3 separate regions of the Sus scrofa genome follow, and all the other regions are linked to region 1. The links are chromatin contacts, called in public Hi-C and HiChIP or PLAC-seq maps. All regions are on one chromosome and are shown on one strand. The core of a region is the stretch at or near the end of the contact, and the rest is flanking DNA. Distances in the headings are between cores, read along the strand shown.

What was found. A called contact is a pair of places that touch in the nucleus more often than the background predicts. HiChIP or PLAC-seq counts read pairs in DNA pulled down with a chosen protein or histone mark.
Region 2: a Hi-C map of embryonic fibroblasts shows a contact between it and region 1, with 2.9 times the contacts expected there. The contact joins two enhancer-like sites. A contact is called at or near these places in 4 of 47 Hi-C or Micro-C datasets (embryonic fibroblasts, epiblast stem cells, fetal heart ventricle and 1 more).
Region 3: a contact with region 1 is called in an H3K27ac HiChIP or PLAC-seq map of skeletal muscle, with 12 times the contacts expected there. The contact joins two enhancer-like sites. A contact is called at or near these places in 1 of 47 Hi-C or Micro-C datasets (embryonic fibroblasts) and 1 of 2 datasets of contacts at active chromatin or transcription factors (skeletal muscle).

What each region holds. Positions count from the first base shown.
Region 1 is chr6:100,261,387-100,265,930 of Sscrofa11.1, forward strand. No RefSeq gene overlaps it. Among named protein-coding and RNA genes, the nearest start is that of LRRC30, 29 kb to the right of the region's middle. Within about 2 kb of position 2,510, at least 22 of the 83 cell types and tissues checked have an H3K27ac peak or open chromatin away from gene starts, as enhancers often do. A contact at or near this core is called in skeletal muscle, where this site is marked.
Region 2 is chr6:99,487,858-99,492,401 of Sscrofa11.1, forward strand. The region is part of intron 21 of PTPRM (receptor-type tyrosine-protein phosphatase mu); the gene reads right to left. Among named protein-coding and RNA genes, the nearest start is that of RAB12, 250 kb to the left of the region's middle. Within about 2 kb of position 1,929, at least 18 of the 83 cell types and tissues checked have an H3K27ac peak or open chromatin away from gene starts, as enhancers often do.
Region 3 is chr6:99,552,075-99,556,618 of Sscrofa11.1, forward strand. The region is part of intron 15 of PTPRM (receptor-type tyrosine-protein phosphatase mu); the gene reads right to left. Among named protein-coding and RNA genes, the nearest start is that of RAB12, 310 kb to the left of the region's middle. Within about 2 kb of position 1,842, at least 5 of the 83 cell types and tissues checked have an H3K27ac peak or open chromatin away from gene starts, as enhancers often do. A contact at or near this core is called in skeletal muscle, where this site is marked.

The sequences.
Region 1 (4,544 bases), core at 1,260-3,759:
TCAAGAAATTGTAAAGAATATAATCTCTTGAGCTTCTTGAAACTTGTCCAACTGGCAAACATAGTGAAATAAGACAAACTCATCAGAGAACTTGGCTTTGTCTTGGAATATGCCTTCTTGACTGGGCTCCCCTCATACCTCTGAATCAGTTGAGGTTTACTCAGGAAAGTAGAGACCACTCTAGTAGGTCAATCAGGAGGGGACTGAATAGAGGAAATCAGTTGCTTAGAAAATCACTGGAAGCCTGATGGAGGGGAAATTGGGGCAGCACCATAACTTTCCAGTTTGCTGTAAAGGAGTTAAGAACTGTTACAGCCCTGAGTCAGGAACCTACAGAGAATTGCTGCAGGCCCCCTAGATAAACCCTTTGGAGGCTGAGGCAAATGCCAGTGCTGAAGCTACTGATAACAGGTCTGGTGAGACCACAGCCATGGCTTCCAGAGGAAAAAAAATATGGCTCCTGTCACAGTCCCACTTTCCAAATATCAAGTGCATCTCATTGATGGGATTGTAAATGTATGCAGAACACTCCTGGCAAGAAGGGGAAATGGAGTTTCTGAATTTCTGGACTGTGAAACAGGAGAAAAAAGCACAGAAGGAAATATAGTGCCATCAGATAATGCCCAGCCCAACTTCCCTGCTCACTATTTTTAGTTTGGTGCCCTTCCTTCACCAACAACTTGCCCTTCCTAGCTTCCAGCCTCTGTACAGTTTTGATTGTGCTTGTCCATTAATCTTTATCATCCTGGATATCTGAGTTTCCTGGATGAAAAGCAATGACCAGTGGTCTTCAAAATAATTCTCCATTCAATTCTATTTTATTTCCTTTGGACCCAGACTTCCCCAAAGCCTTCCACCTCTGTTTTGCTTGATTTTTTTAAAAAAATGCATAAGTCAACATTCTAACATTCAAACAATATGCATCAGATGTATTAGATCTGACAACAGATGTTACTATCATAATGAAAGCTATTGAAAGCATAGTTGCTATGTCTGATTCAAAGTGCATTAATTCAATTCAACACATCCATTTATATTTAACAAAAGGCCCACGATGACATTCTGACACACTTTATCTGCTCTTGTATCTAATTTTTGTGAAAAGTAAAACCAGGCTAAGAAAACAGGAGGAGGTAATGATGGGCGAGGAGAAGGAGGTAAAAAGAGCGAGAAAATTTTATTTGAACATTCAAGAAAAAGAGAGGAAATAAGTTATGCTACATTTAGTGATAGTTTATGTCACCTTGGAGCAATAAGGGAGGTGGAGAAAATGAAGTTCTGAGAAGGGTTGGTGACTCAACCTGGCCCCCGACTGCACATCACTGCTGTGCTCCCACCCGCCAGTGGGGGCGCTAGAGGAAACTAGCGACCAGGAGGAGGAAGCGGAACGCTATCCCGGCTTGCCCCCTCTAAGCATCTCCCGGCTATGCTTCCTCATCCACAGTGGCACATCCTCTCCACAACAGCTGCCAAATCCAGTTTGTGGTTTTTCTGACCCTCACAGAGTCACTCTCATCACATAGGCTCAGAGACCTCCACTGATCCCCACCCACTGAACTAAACCTTAGAGCTGAGACCCTGGACTGCCCTAAGCTTCCAGGACAGACGCCCAAGCCACAGGAGGGGTAGGCAACTGCTCCTCTACCACCACCCCAGAAGGATACCTTGCTGTTCTTTTGTCTCTGGTTACCTAGTTAACAGTTTATGCATAGTTGACAATTCCTTAGATTAAATTCTCTCTCTTAAAATAACTGATGTGGTTTTCATCTCCTGGCTGGACCCTGACTGATGCAGGAGCAACTAGCGCTTTGGGATACAGGACGCCTTGTATTTGCTAAATGAGTGATTGCAGGAATGAATGTGGGCACCAAAGCTGGGTAGCTAACCAAAGGCTGTCACTGCCAGTGGGGGTGAACATAGTTGCCTCCTGGGAGGCAGCTGGGTGGCCCTGGAAATTGTTCCCAGAAACCCCCTTGCTTGCCACAGAATCCCACCCAGCTTTCCCGGGAGGCCCTTTACGTGCTCCAGACTCTGGGCTTCCTGGACGCTGGGTAGCAGCAGACTCCCGTCCAGGGCAAAGGGAGTGTCTGTACGAAGCCACTTGGAACAATGAGGAATGACATCCAGTTCTGAGTGTATATACAGCACTTCCGTCGTCTGCCAGATGGGCACTTACCACTAACTCCCAACTCTGGCAAATCTCAAACCTCATATCCAGCTCGAGGAAAGAACAGAGCCAGGGGAGAAGCTGGGTTGACTATTACCCAATTGAAGTAACACAGTAGGAAGCAGATGAACCTGATTAAAGAAAATGGAGTACATTTCTGGCTTGGCAGAGGGAAAAAAAAAAGTGCATAAAATTTTAAATGCACCTGAAATTTTCCACACTTGGAAGCTGGAATCCTAAGACGAGAGCGCCACCTGCTGTCCATAGTTAGACCTACAAGTCGTGGCTATTTCAGAGCGCATGCCCAGAGACAAAACATTCCATGTTAACTCTTGTTGGAAGCCACGCAATCGTGATGACTAAGTCATTTAGTTCCCATAAGACGTTTGGCCTAGCTCAGAGCAGGTGTACTTAACACAGGTCCAGAATGACTGCAAAGGAAGTATGTTCTCCAGCGTCTGGGTCTTTGAAGTGATGTCCAACTCGAGATTGGAAGCATGCCAAGCCTTTGGGCAAAACTCTTGACCTATGAAACTGAAAACAAGTAGTTAATGCATGGAAACACATAGTTATGGCTGTGGATTAGAGAGAATAAGAAGATTACAGGAGTCCACCCTCCGTGAACCATAGGATGTTAGAAACAGGAGTGTTCTTTGGATTTTTTTTTTTTTTTTTTTTTTTTTTTGCAAGAGTCATTGCAAGCCTTAAGAGTAGGTGAAGTGATTGACAGCTAATAGATACCATTTTAGGATCCTGGAGAGGATGGTGCCTATAGAAGAGCTTTGAAACTCTAGAGTGGTGTTGATGATGATAATGATAAATATTACTTGTTAACCCACTCCCTGGATGGTGGGGGCAGGGAAGAGCACCTTTCCTGATCAGTTTCTGAAAACCCTAAATAAGAGGTAGAGCTCCTTTAGAAAAAAATTCAAGGTGAGGGTTAAAATGCAAATATCACAGAAAATAAGAAAACACAGACTCACATGTGTTAATCCAGACAGCAAAAATTTTAAATTAAAATTGTTCTTTACTGAAAAAAGTTTGGAGAGGTACATGCATGTGTGTGCTTGTGCATGTACGTGTGGGGTGGGGGGAGGTGTATGGGTGGGGAGAGGTCTAGCACGGGCAAAATAGACATTAAAAAAAAGGGGGTTGAAGTTCCTCTTATGGCGCATCGGAAACGAATCCAACTAGGAACCCTGAGGTCGCGGGTTCGATCCCTGGCCTTGCTCAGTGGGTTGAGGATCCAGTGTTGCCGTGAGCTGTGGTGTAGGTTGAAGATGTGGCTTGGATCTAGCGTTGCTGTCGCTGTGGTGTAGGCGGGCAACAACAGCTCCAATTCAACCCCTGGCCTGGGAACCTCCATATGCTGCGGGAATGGCCCCTATAAAGACAAAAAAAAAAAAAAAAGAAAAGAAAAAAAAAGGGATTGACAATGGCTCTCACATCAGGTGGGCAGAAGGAAACACAAAAAGTACTCATGATCAGGACAGGTGACCTCAGACTTGCATGGTCAGAAGTGGGGCACAAACCTCTTCCTTCTTCTGCCAGCTCAGCCCCTCCACCTTGCAGCCTGGGACAGTGACCAGGGGCCGTGAGAACGACAACCTTGCTCACAAAGTCAACAATCTGTATAACCTCGGGGAGAGATGTTAGAAAAAGACGGAGGGGAAATGGGCCCAAATATGTCGGTTTCTATAAGAAAATATGTTGCATTTATATTTAGAGAAAACACTGTAACAGCAACAGCAACCAAAGAAGAAGGTGGGGCCAGATGTGTGGACATGTATTTGGAACACGTGGGGGGGCCAAACCCCTGGTCATCCTGATGGAGCTGATGGGTGTGGCATCTTGACCATGGGCTACGTTGGCAGACCCTCCACCAAGCTCACTTCTGCTCTGGGTCCCTCATCTCTTCATAAGGATGAGTGTCATCCCAGCAGACACATAATTAGCTAGGAGATGAATGCATTGGGAAGGTGTAGATGGCTGAGAAAATGTTTCTTTTTTACAAATGTATCATGCATGCTAGTATTTGGAAAAAAAAAAAAAGCATATTGACATAAATTCGTTCAACCATTATTCCTGGATCAATATATAATTATCAGCCCTGAGCTGGGGTGCATGTCACAGATGCAGCTCAGATCCTGCGTTGCTGCGGCTGTGGTGTAGGCTGGCAGCTACAGCTCGGAATCGACCCCCGGAACTTCCATATGCTGCAACTGCAGCCCTAAAAAGTAATACATGTATATACTTTTTTTTTTTCGTATATGTGAAATTATCAAAGGCTTACTTTGTGCTTCTAGTCACTGAGGTTTCAGAAGAGAATAAAAATGTCTCTTTCCCCGTGGACCTGCCCTTCTCCTGGGAGAGATAT
Region 2 (4,544 bases), core at 679-3,178, 770 kb before region 1:
GAAAAGGTCTTCCACCACGAATCTCAGAAGGAGGATGGAAAATTGTGGGAAATAGTTTTTCACCAAATTTTCTGAAGTTTTCTGAGTCCATGATCTTATCAGGGGTGGGGCAAAAGGAGACTGGATTTAAAAAAAAAAATCGGCTAACACTTACGAGGCCTTGAAAGCAAGCACGATGACACGGCGCATTCAACGAATAACACAGGCACTTTTATATTCGCAGGTTAGAAAAAAATCTACCAAGTATTCGTAGTAAAATCAACTGTCTCTGTTGCGTTATTTAAAAATCTGCAGAAATTTTCATCTACTGACAAAGTATTCATAAACAGGTTCACTTGATTTGCCCCAAACAGCGAGAAGCAGCCTCAAAATTCCAGTTAGAATTTTTATCATTTTCTTATGGACCTGGCTCAGCATCACCATAATAATTAAAAGAAAAAAAAAAAAACATGTCAAAACTCACTTGGCTGCTGCAGCCATTGCAGGCGCAGCTGTTGCGATTCTTAATGTATTTGCAGCGCTCGCCAAGGCTCCCCAAACTCCCCATCCTTGGCTTTCAATGGTTTTGTTTTGTTTGTTTTGTATCCTGTGGGACAGAAAATAACCTGCATTGATTGTGGCGATTGATGGACTCAGCTGGTGCCTCAGAATATGAAAAGGGAGTGGAAAAGCACATCTGAAAAGTGTGTGGGCTGGAGGTGAGCCGAGGGGGCGCCTCCACTGTGGACCACGCACAAGCACAGCCCAGCTGGGTCACAATGGTTCCAGCAGGTACAGAACACAAAGCACCTCTTGTTCCACCTGCGCCCCCGTCTCTGTTCTCAAAACCAAGCAAGGGGGCCGCTGGGCCCAGTCCTTAGAACTTTTCTAGACATACCTGTACCTGCAATTCCCTCTCTGCCCACTAGCCCCCCACCGGGCAGAAGCCAGCACGGACACCCTCCTGCCCATGCTGCAGCCTGCTCACCTGAGGATGCTGGCCTGTCTTCCCAGCTGATGGCCTTTCTGACTAAGAGCCTTTCAACAGGAATGAGAACTGCAGCCTCCGTGGGGAGGAGGTGGTTTTCAGGGAGTGGTTTTCTCTTTCCAGTTTTCACTGATTTTGGAGGTCAAGTGAGACATTTTAATAACAATACCGTCTTGGCTTGCCACACATTGTCAAATACAGACAAAGGCATCAAATAGAACACTGGGCTTCTGTTTACCAAAATTGGCTGTTTTACTTAGAAAACAGAGGGAAAGATGAGAGGGGGAAATATACAATCCACATATTTTAAAAAGATCTCCAACGAGCTACATTTTTTTTGTTTTTCGTTTTTTTAAAATCCAGGTTCCTTGGAAAAACGCTTAAGTTATACTTAAGCCTGAAGATTCTAGCATAAAGTCTCCAATCCTCAAGTTTAAATTGAGCACAAAAACAATCTCCACACTCAATTATAAAATTAATCACGTGTGTTCATGTCCTAGAGAAACACACAGGAGAAAAGCAGGTGCGGTCAGGGTAGCGCTTTTCTAAATACCTTTAGGTATGTATGTACACACACATGTATTTTTTGAAGAGGAGCGGCCAGGAATTACTTAGCTTTATACAGTTCGGCTCTCATGACTGGAAGATAAATGTTTGTGCTCCCGAACGACATTGATTATTGGCTAATGAAATAGTACCACCTGTGTTTTCCAGGAGGCACTTGGTGGACGTGGTTTTAAATTGCTGTCCTTCCTTGATCTTAATTTTACAATGAGGGCAACATACTTCCTCTCAGAAGGACACAACCATTTTCCTGCAGAAGGTCAACGTTTCTCTGCTTGGATCCCAAAGACACTTGGGATCAGTCCAAAAACTGAGGACTAAAGAAGGCCCTCTGGGGACGCCAGAGGGGCAGGAATTGGCTCTCCAACTCTGCAGGGCCGCCTGTGAGGCTAGGACGCCCTCTGTCCCACTCAGCAGCTGGGAGCAGTTTGCAGCTGTAATGCTGCCAGGTCCAGGGCGGGGCCTCCTGGCTCGCAGCTGAGCTGGAGAATTTTCCTTTTCATTCCAGGTGATAAAGGCAGGGGTGGATGGCTCAACCCCGCCTCCCTGAGTACAACCCTCTCCTTTCTCAGTCCTGGTAAATCACTGATCTTGCTCAGGGGGTTGGCTCTCCATGTGGGAGAGAGACTGGCTCCCTTTTGGTAGCAACGTGAGCAAACCGGCCCTTCCACTGGGTTCGTTGTTCTCCCGAGAGTCTCCATCCGTTCTCTGCTGACAACTTGCCATTTTCTGTTCAGTTCCGCCTGTTTACTTTTTTATTGTGAGTCATGTCTGAGTTGCTTTTGAATCAAATTATTGCATTTCCCTGATGAGAGGTGCCATATGACCATCTTGTTAGAATAAAATCAAATAAGAGATCTGCACTCAGCACTGCTCTCTTATCCCACCCCGTCTCCCCTCTGGTTTGGATGCACTTCTGTTGGCTCCTTGAGTGGTAATGAACCTTTCCAGGGCTCAGGCCAGTTTTAAGACATCGCTGTCTTGGAAAAGATGAAGATGGATTGGTTGAAACAGTGCCAACAGAGAGAAGCTCACTCTTTCAAAACTACTTTACAGTCTAAATGGCTGATGTTTCCTGATGTCCATGGATTGAAAAAAAGCCAGAAAGGCCGATGGGGCAGTTATGCTGAGGTCTCTACGGCAACCTGAGGCTTTCTTGGCATTTCATCCCCAGGGAGGCGTCAGTGTCAAGGTGGTTCATTGCTTCGCCAAGTCTCAGAGCCAAGCATTGCTCTGTACTTTTTAAAAGAGGCTAGAGGGATGCAGTTTCTATTACACTTTTTCAGTAAATACATTTTTCCTCTTCCTTTTATTTATTTTTTTTGGGGGGGGCTGTTGTCTATTATTGTTAAAGCAGTTCCTGTGTGCCTTGTACAACAGCATTTAAAAATTAAGCTGTTTAGAGTTCCCGTTGTGGCTCAGTGGGTTAAGGACCCAACGTAGTATCTGTGAGGATATGGGTTTGATCCCTGGCCTCGATCTGTGGGTTAAGGATCTGGTGTTGCTGTAAGTTGCAGCAAAGGTTGCAGATGTGGCTCAGATCTGAGTTGCTGTGGCGGTGGTATAGATTGATTCGACCAGCTGAAGCTTTGATTCAACACGTGGTGTGGGAACTTCCATATACCGCAGGTGAGGCTGTAAAAAGGAAAAAAAAAAAATTCAGCGATTTGTATGAAGAGATCTCCCTCCAAGTACGGAATCAGACGCATGTTACCAACATCCTTCTGCTCTTCCAACGGCAGCCGGAATGATGCCCCAGCTTCTCTGTGGGACACCGTGCCCTGTATGACAGAGCCCTGACTGCCGCATTCTCTTGCTTTCATGTCTACCCAGAATCCCACTCCTTTGCCGTCTCCTGGACACCTCCTACTCATCCTTCGAGGAAAAAGTCATCTTGCTCGTCTTTCCATCTTGCTCCAGGCCTTCAAAGTACTAATGCAAATCTGCCCTGAAGGGTTTTCTGGAGGCACTGCAACCACTCTGTGACCATGTCCCCTGCTGAGTGAGCCTTCTGTGGGCACGCAGTCTCCTCTGTGTCCCCAGCCCTCCGTCCCAAGCAGTGTCAGATTCATTCCAAGTGCTAGGTACTCTCCAGTAAACTAACGAGTACGACTTAAACCTTCCTCTAAATCTGACTTTGCAAAGACACTAATAGAACAACTGTTTTTTTAAAAAAATATTCTGTGGCCTATCGTTACATCATCTCTTAGGACTTTTCATAGAAATGAAAATACTATTTCAACAATAAAAGGTGACAGCATATATTTTAAAATATTAACTGAGTTTCATATACACAGTTAGTACGATTTGGTATAAGTATGTTCCAAGCACCACTGGGACATACTTATACTAACAAATCATTCACTGTTTATCTGAGGTTTAGGTTTAACTGAGCACACTATATTTTATTTGGTAAGCTATAAGAAAAAAAGAATAAGTTACAGGATGTAATGATCAGTACCAGCAGTACGGTAAATAATATCACAATAACTTTGGTGCATAATGTATAAACATATCAAGTCACCATGCTATACACCTGAAACTAATATAAGTCAACTATATGCCAATTTTTTAGAAAAAATATTTAACCTTTTTCTCAGTTCTCAAACTCTTTATCCACAGAATTAAACCTACCTATTTAAGTTTTTTTTTTTTTTTTTTTTTTTTTTTTTTTTTTTTTTTTGCTTTTTAGGGCTGCACCTGTGGCATATGGAAGTTCCCAGACTAGGGGTAGACTCAGAGCTGTAGCTTCCAGCCTACAGCACAGCCACAGCAACGAGAGATCCAAGCCATATCTGCGACCTACACCACAAGCTCTTGGCAACGTGGGATTCTCAATCCACTGAGGGATGCCAGGGATCAAACTCGCATCCTCATGGATAATAGTCAGGTTTGTTACCGCTGAGCCACAATAGGAACTCTGCTTAAGTTATTTTTTAATGATATATATGATACCTGGCGAGGGAATTGCCTAGCTCTATAGATGAAGCAAAAAATGTACTGAGCCTTTTCT
Region 3 (4,544 bases), core at 592-3,091, 710 kb before region 1:
ATTTTCACATCTCCAGAGAGATCGAGATTTCTGTTTATTTTGGCCACTGGAACAGTGTCTGGAACAGTATATGGCACGTAACTGGTTCTCAAAATTTGTTGAATGAATAATTACACAAATAAGGAGGCATGAAAGACTTGGTAAAGAATTACCAAAGAAACTATTCTACTGGGTGGCTGAGGGGCTGGGAGTATACACCATGAATCTAAGAAAAGCTTCCCAAATTTCTAAAAAGGTGAAAAAAAGAACCCTTAGAAGTCATTTTGCTTGTGCCAAAGGCCATCAGTATTTGAATGAGTCCTAAGGAACCACATCCGCTCAGAAAGGCAAGAGAAAATGAAGTTGATTGAAAAGACATAAAAAGCAGTAAAAAAATATTCAACAAATTATGGCATGTACAAAGGACAGAAAAAAAGGGCAAAAAGAAAAGATGGGAAAGAAACAGATTTTTTTTCTGTCCCATCTGATCCAAGAGCAATTAGAAATGGAACTAGCAACAAGGCTTTGGAACCACAGTGAAGGACATTATTAATCAATTCTCCATGGATCTGGAGTCCTGAGAGTTGATGGCAGCCTTGGTGCACTGCTAGAGTTGACTTCTCTTACAGAGGTTCCAGGCCTTGATCTTTTTTTTCCCTGACTGGCCTTTGGTGTTTTGCTCATCAGAGCAAAATCCTTCTTGAGTAACAACTGGGTATGTCTGGAGCTGATCTTTGTGACCTTTCTCTTAGCCCATCACGTGATGGTCATCCAGATGCTTAAAAGACATCACAAATGAGCATCCTGTTGGTGGTGATGGATACTGTGGTTTCCTTTATTCCTTTAAAGGACAAGCTCTTTGGGGTTAAGCTGAATAATCGACAGCAATGTTCTATAATGGGAGCGCTAAATCCCAGATTTTTTTCTTTCACAGAATCAAAGTTGGCATAAAGAAAGCCACGTTGTCTGTATTGATAATTGCATGAATAATTACAGGAATTACAAAAGTGGAAGGGACTTCAGGAGTCACCAGACCCAACACCCTGCCTCTAGGCACGTCATTCTGAAATCTGTGAAGATAGATGGTTAGCTGGCCTATTTTTAGAGATTGCAATGCACAGAGATTACACAGGCTCCCTTGTTAGCTTGTTTCCAAAAAGAACTTCTAGATTATGTGTGACTGTGCTCTTTCTATTTTACTGCCATACAACCACCGATTCATTAATAGCTCAAAATATTGGATGGATTTGCCCTCAGGAAATTATTCACAATATAAGCTCATAAATTTTTAAATTTCCCAATTTGACCCTGGATGGACTAAATCTTTAATTTTTAATACTTTGTGAATATTGCTTCTCTTAATTAACATGCAAAGCCTTTACTCTTAAAAATACTGCTTTCCCCTGTTTTAGTCCTAGGAACGCACGCTGGTGCTTTAGCCTTCAGCTTCACAGATATGAGAAACAAGAAAACATGTCACGAGGAGGGACGGATGCCTCACAAATAAATCTGCTTTCCGTTTCCAGCGAGAAAATCTAATTCTCTGTCTGCAAAACAATCCTGATGCTAAACAATGGAAGTTTTCCAAACAGAAATCTTTGCAATTTTAACTCGAAACTATGTGCGACCAACAAAATTATCTCGAAGAAACCTATCTGACCCCGGGGCTCAGCCAGCCACCTTGCTCAAGGCAACCTTCTTCCTAGACACTGGGTATAAGCCGTCACGGGTCACTGGTTTTAAACATTTGGGCTAAGGTATCAATAGGTGAAGACCTTAAGACAAGAATATTATATCCCGTGTGATTAAACTCTCAGTTGCGAACGCTGAAAGTTGGTAGCGGAGTGGGTATTTATAGATTGCTAGTGAGATTACACTGTAAGCTTGGCACATTGGAAACCAGCACCTTCCATAAACAAACCCCAAATAAAAGGCAAGTAGGGATACATTAAAGCTTTTGGAACAGAGGGATTTTTGCAGTCTTTAAATTTCAAATGTATGGCTTTTATCTCTAATTTCTTCATAGGGATAGTATTTATTAACTCCCAAGGTAAAAGTCCTTCCTGAGCACAAAACATCATGTCCTCATTTTAGACTTCTGCAGTTCAATGAAAAGCTGAATAATAATATGGTGGATTAATTTTTTCTTCAATTTTTTTTTTTTTTTTTTTTAGGGCTGCACCTGCGGCATATGGAAATTCCCGGGCTGCAGCTGCTGGTCTACACCACAGCCACAGCAACACTGGATCTGAGCTGCATCTTCGACCTATACAACATAGCTCAGGGCAATGCTGGATCCTTAACCCACCTGAGCGAGGCCAGGGATCAAACCTGCATCTTCATGGATACTAGTCTGGTTTGTTACCATAGAGCCACAAGGGGAACTCCACTTTGTTCTTTTAAATTTTTTTCTTGATGGTGGTATAACAACCATAATTAGCCTCAAATCCTTTTGCCCCATTTGCATATGCTGAATTTTCCTTAATTACTCTGCCATCTAATTAGGAAGCGCAGTCTGGAGAAGAACTCACACAAGTCAGCTGGGAGAGCAGGAGACCGGCTTACTCCATCTCATGGATTTACTGCTTGGAAATCTGATAGGAAACCAGTTGGAACAGACTCTATTTGCAGGGGCATTAACATGTAAACAGTGTCAGAGGGAAGATGCATGGCACTGGCAGTCCCTGCTAATGGAAAGTGATATTGAGTTTACTAATTCAGATAAGGGCACACAGATTACCTTTTCTCCAAAGCACAGGGACTGTCAGAGAAACAAATGCATGGTCCATGTTGCAATTAATTTGATTCTTGTTCTTTTAAGGTTCTTCTTGTAGATTTAATTAAAGCTTTCACACACTGGGCACATTCAGGACGTATGTGAGTTTAATGGCTTCTTTTGAATGAAAGCACCCGTGGAAGTTATGATTCAAGCAGTAACAGGCCATCCTCAGACAAAGATATTTTTAATAAGAGCTTCTCTTTCTTACTCAGGCGGCAATTCATTTTTTTATTTCAATACGAGACAGCAAATTGCACTTTCTCTGTAGGTCTTCTTCCCCTCTTTTAAATGCTTTCCTGGGCTAAATACTTTCCCACACCCCATCAGCATTATACTTCTTACCATTAGGTTGATAACTTCTTCCATCAAATTAATGTAGTACTGACTCTTACGCTGTGAGACTCCCCAACCCATCTGTCTTTGCTTTGGTCTTTAAGTTTACTTCCCGAGGCTCACTTACTTTGCTTCCTTTTGTAAATGGACCAATATCCTTTGCTGGAAAGCAGCACGCTTCCGACCTGACCTGTTTCTATACTTCAGCATAGGTACTGACATGACGCGAGCAAGTGAGGTGCTCTCTTAGAGGAAATGTTATGAAATACAATGAAAGCAATGATTATTAATAATGATAGTACTTAGCCCAACAACACACACTGCCACCTAGTTTACATTTCTTATGTGTGAACATTTCAACATGACTGCCATCTCTTCTTGAAGTTTTCCTGAGTCCTCCAGCGGAAAGCAAGTTTTCCCTCCGAACTGGCTGAGCCAGACATTCTTTGGGGTTTTACCATTTTCAGCCCAAATGCTCTCTTTACGTACATGGCTTATTTCCTACTAGACTCTAATGCTCTTGAGGTCTTTAGGATAGTCTGACACATGTTGTCCCCATGACACCTGGCTTAGTCCTTGAATAAGGGGGTGCTTAGGTATCCACTGAATGAATCCATGTGTCTCTACTTCTGTGAACCCCTGAACTGAGCACAATGCTTCATTAAGAAGGATGAAACCTTAGATATACCATCAATGAAGACAAAAGTACGTGTTTATGTGTATACATACATACCTATGTACATACAGCTTTATTTTATGCACATCACACTCAAATTAATTATGGTGCCAGGTGAGTCCATCTGGAACTGTCTGGGACCAGCTGCTGTCATACTAGAAGGTGTCTGCTATAGAATGGTCCCGCGGTACCAGCAGAATTAGGACCGTACAATCAGGTTCCCTTGAATGTTCCTCTGCTTTGGGAGGCTCTCCTGGGGTGGAGCATCTAGTTCTCACAGCAACCTTCTCCACTGTGAGCCTGCTTCACATTCGCAAGGAATGTCAGTAGCTGGCCCAACCATCTAAGGCAGTGGCTTTAAACATCAGAACGCAGCACTGTATCACTACGTGCTATGCACATTCCTCCCTCCCCGCACTGTGCCTGGGGATATGGCCCGGAGGTGTAGGCTATCACAAGCCCCCAAGTGATTCCAAGGCAGAGGGTGCTTGGGCTAAACAGGGCGGGACACAGTCCTGTGTCTGGGAACCTCTCTGACCTGCCCAATACTGAGCCGCCCTGTGTGCTGAAGACCTGGCTACACCTGGCTACGCGTAGCAGCAAGCCCCCAAGATGGGCTGTGTGATCCCCATCCTCCAGTGCCGTGGGGAGTGGGTAATCCACAAAGAGAGAAAGGGTCAAACCTCAAAATATTATGAAAGAATTGTCAGGTTTATCTGCACCCCTTGCCATCTTTTATCCATCACATACATCTGAGTGACATGAGGGCAAATGTCT